Regions from separate parts of the Mus musculus genome. Here region 2 is linked to region 1. A link is a contact called in public HiCAR-type data. All regions are on one chromosome and are shown on one strand. The core of a region is the stretch at or near the end of the contact, and the rest is flanking DNA. Distances in the headings are between cores, read along the strand shown. Region 1 has its middle 48 kb from the start of Gm30483. Region 2 overlaps Zfp536 (zinc finger protein 536).

What was found. HiCAR-type assays count read pairs that join an accessible place to other places.
Region 2: a HiCAR-type map of PVALB interneurons shows a contact between it and region 1, with 3 times the contacts expected there. The contact joins two enhancer-like sites. A contact is called at or near these places in 1 of 15 datasets of contacts at CTCF or cohesin (stem cell-derived epiblast-like cells), 2 of 484 Hi-C or Micro-C datasets (embryonic fibroblasts and embryonic heart), 13 of 115 datasets of contacts at active chromatin or transcription factors (PVALB interneurons, VIP interneurons, bone marrow-derived macrophages and 9 more) and 3 of 9 other capture datasets (embryonic stem cells, embryonic tail and embryonic trunk).

What each region holds. Positions count from the first base shown.
Region 1 is chr7:37,374,396-37,377,551 of GRCm38.p6, forward strand. It overlaps a transcript of Zfp536 not described here. Among named protein-coding and RNA genes, the nearest start is that of Gm30483, 48 kb to the left of the region's middle. Within about 2 kb of position 1,491, at least 26 of the 459 cell types and tissues checked have an H3K27ac peak or open chromatin away from gene starts, as enhancers often do. A contact at or near this core is called in PVALB interneurons, where this site is marked.
Region 2 is chr7:37,745,072-37,748,227 of GRCm38.p6, forward strand. The region is part of intron 1 of Zfp536 (zinc finger protein 536); the gene reads right to left. Among named protein-coding and RNA genes, the nearest start is that of Zfp536, 23 kb to the right of the region's middle. Within about 2 kb of position 1,515, at least 19 of the 459 cell types and tissues checked have an H3K27ac peak or open chromatin away from gene starts, as enhancers often do. A contact at or near this core is called in PVALB interneurons, where this site is marked.

The DNA of each region.
Region 1 (3,156 bases), core at 241-2,740:
ATATACTTAAATAATTCAGGTTAAAGTAGTACAGAGTAACAATTAAAACGCCAGCGTGTGTGCCTAATAGAGGCAGCACAAAACCGGAAACCATTTTCAAACTACCCTAACCTTTGCCCTGTCCCTTGGTCTGGGGTATTTAACAGAAGACTTGAGAGCTAAAAGAGAAAGAATCCATATTTCCAAACCCATTGTCCCCTGACAGCTAAAAACGGGCTGCTGCTGTCTCCTGTTCACTCTGCCACATAACTTTGAAGATTTTTGGACACATCTCAGTGTAGCAAAAATAAAAAGTAAAAATAAAATAATAATAATAAAATACTGCTTTAAAAAATATCAAGTGATGACTAATTTTGCCCAAAGGGGGGAAAATGGTTAATATTGAATCTTAATGTTCCTCATCTAAACGCTTTTTTCTTCCTGCTAAAAACAAGTTTCGAATTAAAGCATATCGGCTTACACATATTGCATGCATATTAGCGAGACACAGCTGTGTATGTCCCCCTCTTAAGAGCCATATGATTAAGTTATGAGATATCATATAATCCAAACTCTTTCTCTATTGGTCACCTTTTACAGACAAAAGCTTTTTCGTTTTTAGGTTTATTAAATGACAGAGCGTCCGACTCTGTAAGTGTTCCAGTCGTTATAATGGAGCACCTGTGACTTTGATTCCCTTCCCTCCCCCCCACTCCTCACTCACAAAGTCCATCTATAAATCGCTACCAAAATGGCCCAGGGGCTGACTGGGGCCAACCCTCCACGTCTGCAGCAGCTGCTGGTAGCTCCTTGACAAGGGTGGAGACCTCGGTGTGGACCTGGGTCTCAGAAATCTTAGTAAACGTCAGAATGACATGCCCCAGCCATGCCACCCCATAACTCCGAGGCAAGGGACAGTGGCCTCTCTTCATGAAGAACCAGTAGTTGAGAGAAAGGAGCTCTAAGGCTCCAAGGGAGCTCTTAGCTCTCGCTTCTCGTGTGTGGATCTGTGAGGCACCGTCTAGCAGAGTACAACATGGTAACTTGAAAATATGGTTTAAATGATCGTCACCCTGCGCCACTCCCCCCCCCCCAAAGTAACAGGCTCTCTGACCTAATTAAATCCACTTTAAAGAAACCAACTGGCGTGTGTGTGTGTGTGTGTGTGTGTGTGTGTGTGTGTGTGTGTGTGTGTGTTTTGTGTGGACAGCCTTTATTAAGCTTTTAAAATCGCAAATCCCTTTGTGCGTGCAAACTCCAGCAGTTTCCATGTTCGGGTGAGGGACACAGAACACAGACTATGTCTTTTGATGTGAAACAATGTCAAAAGGACTAATTATGAGTCATACTTTCTTGAAATTTTTGTTGGCTGATGTCGCCTCTGCAATTGGATCCCTGCATAAGGCCAGCAGCTCTTGCCGGAGGGGAGAACCTGGCACCTTCTGTTCCTGGGCCATCACCCTGGCCCTTTGCTGTTATGTAGGTCGAGAACGCCCGTGGGTTTCTAGGAAGGATCTCACTTTTAAACTTGGCATGGAAGTTACAGCTGGAGAGCAATGTCGTAGCGCAAAGATCTGTCTACACTGTGCGTGCTGAAAGAGGAAATGAGGTCAGGAGGGGCAGAAGAGAAGTGCATCTAAGGAAGGCTTCTTGGGACCTCAGGTCAGGCTCAAAAGCTGCTCCTGTAGCCCATGTTCTTCACAGGAATGCCTGCTGCTCCAAGTCTCTGAAGACAGTGGCTGGCAGCTTTTAGAGGGGCAGCCCTTTATCTGAGTCCAGGGAATGCAGGCCAGAGAGGAAGCAAATCCCACCTGAGGCTGAGCCCACAATGCTACCTGAAAGTGAGGGAGTCCCTGGATAGCAAAAACATAGAGTTAGACACAGGGGCAGGTCAGAGGCTGCACAGGAATGAAAGTGAAGGAAACTGTCCAGGTTAGAGCTGAGCTCAGATGAAAGGCTTCCCGAGCAGCTCGTGGGAAACGTTACAACTCCCTACGACCCATAATGGGAGCCAGATTCTTCTCCTGGTGGTTGTCAGGGAAGCCCCAGCACCTCCCACCTCCCCCGGAACAGCTGAGGGTCAGCACTCTTGGCCCTGGATTAACTGCTATGAACCTGTGAGGGGAAGGAAATGCCTGTTCCTGAACCAGGGACTTAGCAAAACGGTCCTAGAAACTGAGTTGTGGTGCTTTTATTTTATTTTATTTTTCCTTGTGCTAGCAACTGAACTCAAGAGTCTTGTGCACACTAAGCATGCTTTTCTAAAACCTAATGAAGTGCTCAGCCTGGTGGCACACAGCTATATCCCCAGCACTAGAGAAGCAGAGGCAGGAAGACTGAGAGGTGGAGGATAGCCTGGGCTGCTGTGTACTGAGAAGATGAGAAAGAGAGACAGACAGAGAGACAGAGAGACAGAGAGACAGAGACAGAGAGAGAGAGAGGCAGAGAGAGACAGTGGCAGAGACAGAGGCAGAGGCAGAGAAAGACACAGAGAGGGACAGAAAGATAGACACACACATGGGGGGGGACAGAGACAGACAGAGAGAAAAAAAGAGAAAGAAAGACAGAGACAGAAAGACAGACAGACAGACACACACAGAGAGAGAGACAGAGAGAGACAGAGACACATGCAGAGGCAGAGAGAGAGGCAGAGAAAGACACAGAGAGGGACAGAAAGATAGACACACACATTGGGGGGGGGGACAGAGACAGACAGAGAGGAAAAAAAGAGAAAGTAAGACAGAGACAGAAAGACAGACAGACACACACACACATACACACACACAGAGAGACAGAGAGAGACAGAGACACATGCAGAGGCAGAGACAGAGGCAGAGAAAGACACAGAGAGGGACAGAAAGATAGACACACACACGGGGCGGGGGGGGAGAGACAGAGACAGACAGAAAGAAAAAGAGAGAAAGAAAGACAGAGACAGAAGGACAGACAGACAGACACACACACACACACACAGAGAGAGAGAGAGGGAGAGAGAGAGAGAATAAAATCTGAAAGGCAGAGAGCCTGGTGTATTGGGATGGGTATGACAACTGCCAAAAACAAATAAATAAAACTACTTTATTTGCCTTCTTATGTCCACAAAGAGAAGATGTGAGCAGATGCTAGCGGCAGACAAGTGTTTCCAAAGGAGATCAGCGTCGCGGCAGAACAGGTGAG
Region 2 (3,156 bases), core at 265-2,764, 370 kb after region 1:
GACATCGAGCCGCCCCATCCTCCCATTATTAGTTTGAACAGAAGATCAGATTTAAGAAGTTTCACTAAATTAATTACTGTAATAGTATCTTGCCTTTCTGGAAACCCTCTGTGGTTGGTAAAGGGAAGACATTCTTTTATAGAGTGTGGGGCGCACAGAGTCCACCCATCGAATGCCTCCATCCCAACACGTATTTCTTTAGGGTCACATATGTGTCTGTGAGATGGCACGTACATCCAGGCTACATCACTGCTGGGCGGAGTTATGAAACTAGAGCTCACCTCAACTGCAACTGCATCTCTGCAAATATGTCTTGTTAAGTTTCAGAGCCCAAGCTGCAAAGTCTTATTATGCCCAAGATCTTATGCCATCTGCTCCCCACAAATTATTAGCAGCGAGTCCCACAAACCATCACCATGAAAGCCACCAATGTGAGCTGGCCTCTTTGCATAGAATAGACTAAAAGAATAGATCCACCATTGCCCCGGTCTTGAGTAAAAATGCAAATTATGCCACACGGTGCTAAATTATTCTGGGATATTTCATAATGTGAATTAATACCCACTAGAGGCTAAGCCGAGATCATCAAACTCATTTCACATAAGACAACGAATTTAACCACCCGTGACTCTATGACTGAGAAGTTAACAGGACTTCTAGCAACACCAACCACTCCAAGGTAGATTGTCCCTAAACACAACTGTCCATTTTCAAGACCATCCCATCCAAGGTAACTTTCTCCACTCTCTGCAGACAGCAGAACATTTAATAGGTGCTCAGGATGTCTGTTTACAGAATGATAAAACCCATCCCATGCATGATGTTCCGGCTGCCTCTAGTTGCCATTCTTAACAAACCCAAGGCAGTTTTGTGTTTTTTTTTTTGTTTTTGTTTTTTTTAAGAGATCTGATTTCATCAAAGTGAAAATAAATCGCTCTGACTTTCCAAGCTCGGCACAGTTGGGCTGCCCGCTTCTTGTTAGCAAAAACAAATGTCATCTTTTCAATCTGCATTTCAGGATCCACATTCCAGTGGAGGGTTAAATGATTCTTTTTTTTTTTTTTCAAATGTGAACAATCAAATGTAAGACAAGGCTCTCAAACGGGAGTGGGGGGGGCGGTGAGGCTGGATCAAAGGCTCTGTAGCCCAATGCCAAATGTATCTGTAATGCACTTGAACAATAAGACAGGCTGTCCCTACCCTGGAATAACACTGCCCGTATGAATCCCAGGAATTTAGTGTATCTGACAGTTTCTCTCAACCACCCATAACATTCTTGCCTGTCTCACTGGAGCTGGCAAAGGAGAATTCTGTAATTGAGTGGTAGAGAACATGTGCCCTCCTCGCTAGAAGATGACAGATGGATTATAAAAACTTCAAAGCCGAGCGTTTGGAGCACCAGGGGAGAGATAGTGGGCATTTGAGCTCTCTGTCTTTACCCAGGAGACAATGAGGCTGTGACATGGAGCATATATCAAGGAGTGGTGTAACTAGATAGACGTAATCTCTCTTTTCACTGGGTCTTTAACATTCTGTTAGGAACAAGTTTCAGGCCGGCTAAAGTACAGCCGTCTTCACGCTAATCGTCACAGGGCCTCCGTGACATGCCCCCCCCCTTTTCAACTGTGGTTAAATCAGTCTTCTCTGCACACTGATCTTTCTTCCTCTCCCCCCCCCCCCCCGCCAAGGAGAGCTTCTGCTTTAGGGAGGAGGTGGTTAAAGAAAAGTTAAGATTATTGTCTCTTCTGACTCACTAATCTGCTGAAACCTTGTTGCCTTCCGCAGGACTAAGGAAGGGCTCTCTCCCAGTGCTTGTCTACCGGTTGCCTGTCTTGAAGCCCTACCACAATTCTCCTGAGCCCATCGAAAGCTGTTGGTGTCCTTCCACTGGTCCCCAGTGACCCAGCCTCCCTGTCTCCTCCCTTCCCATAGCCAGCCAGGACACACTAGCACCACTGGCAGTAAGGACACAGTCCAGTTCCTAATGACAGACCTGGTCACTTCTTGCCCCCACATTTCAGCAGAGAAGAGCAAGCTAAAACAAGGCAGAAATGATCCACCAGCAGTCCTTAATATCCAGGCTGGGGCCTGCTGGGCAGCATCAGGAAAGCTGTCCCTGGTCCCACACAGAAGCCACTGCATAATCATTCATATTGATTTGACGAATTGTCAGCCCAGACCCCCAGAAAAAAAAAAAAACTTAAATTTTCTATGTCTCTTAAAATTTTGATAGAGGCATAAAATGGCTTATAGAATCTAATTATAGCAACGGACTTCAAAAAAAATGTCTCAATGTCAGAGATTAGTGAATCAAAGGCACATTTTTTTAAATCGATTCTTCCTTCTGAATATTAACAGTATTTATCATTCACACTGCCCTCTAGAAACACCAGCTAGAAGCCTTCTTCACTCCACCACAAGGGTCTCCCTGTACCAATTAGGCCATCAAAAACCAATACACTCAGGGTGCAGGGGAGTGAGAATCCCGCAGGGGCAGGACCGTCCCTCTAGATCTGTAGCTTCTTGCCACCACCACTGTCGTCATCCTTTCCAGTCTCTCCCCATCCTCTTTAAAGTGCCATGAGACAGATGGAGTTAAAGTGGAATTATTTTTATGAGACTCACACAAACTTTCTAAAATAATCAGACACGCCCTCCATGCTCCCCTCATTACCATCCCACACTTCCAATGTCCCCACACGGAGTCATAAATGCCACAGAATTCACCGAGGCAGGATGAGCAGTGATCTGTCTGTCTGTCTGTCTGTCTGCACCTCCATCACTACAGATGTTTGTCAGGCAGACATAGTCAAATTCCTACCAGGTCCCTTTTATGCTCCATCTTTGATGGCCCCACCGTAGATGCCACGAACCTCACAGGTGGGTATAAATATGTCGACTTACTCAGAAATAAGGGAGGCATGTATCCCTGCATCGCTCCACACAAGTGGGGGACAGAACATAAACGAACTGAAGTTGATTTTAATGAACCTGCATGATATTGTTGTGAAGTAGATGGAAGTAATATCCGCAATGCTCCATCCCATGGCACATACTTCTGGGCCTCTCCATACTCTGGAATCTGTCTCCATCATTCCCCAGAGGAACCTACAGACCCTGAGAGAACCTGGAACGTGGTGCAGTACCAGAGCCAGC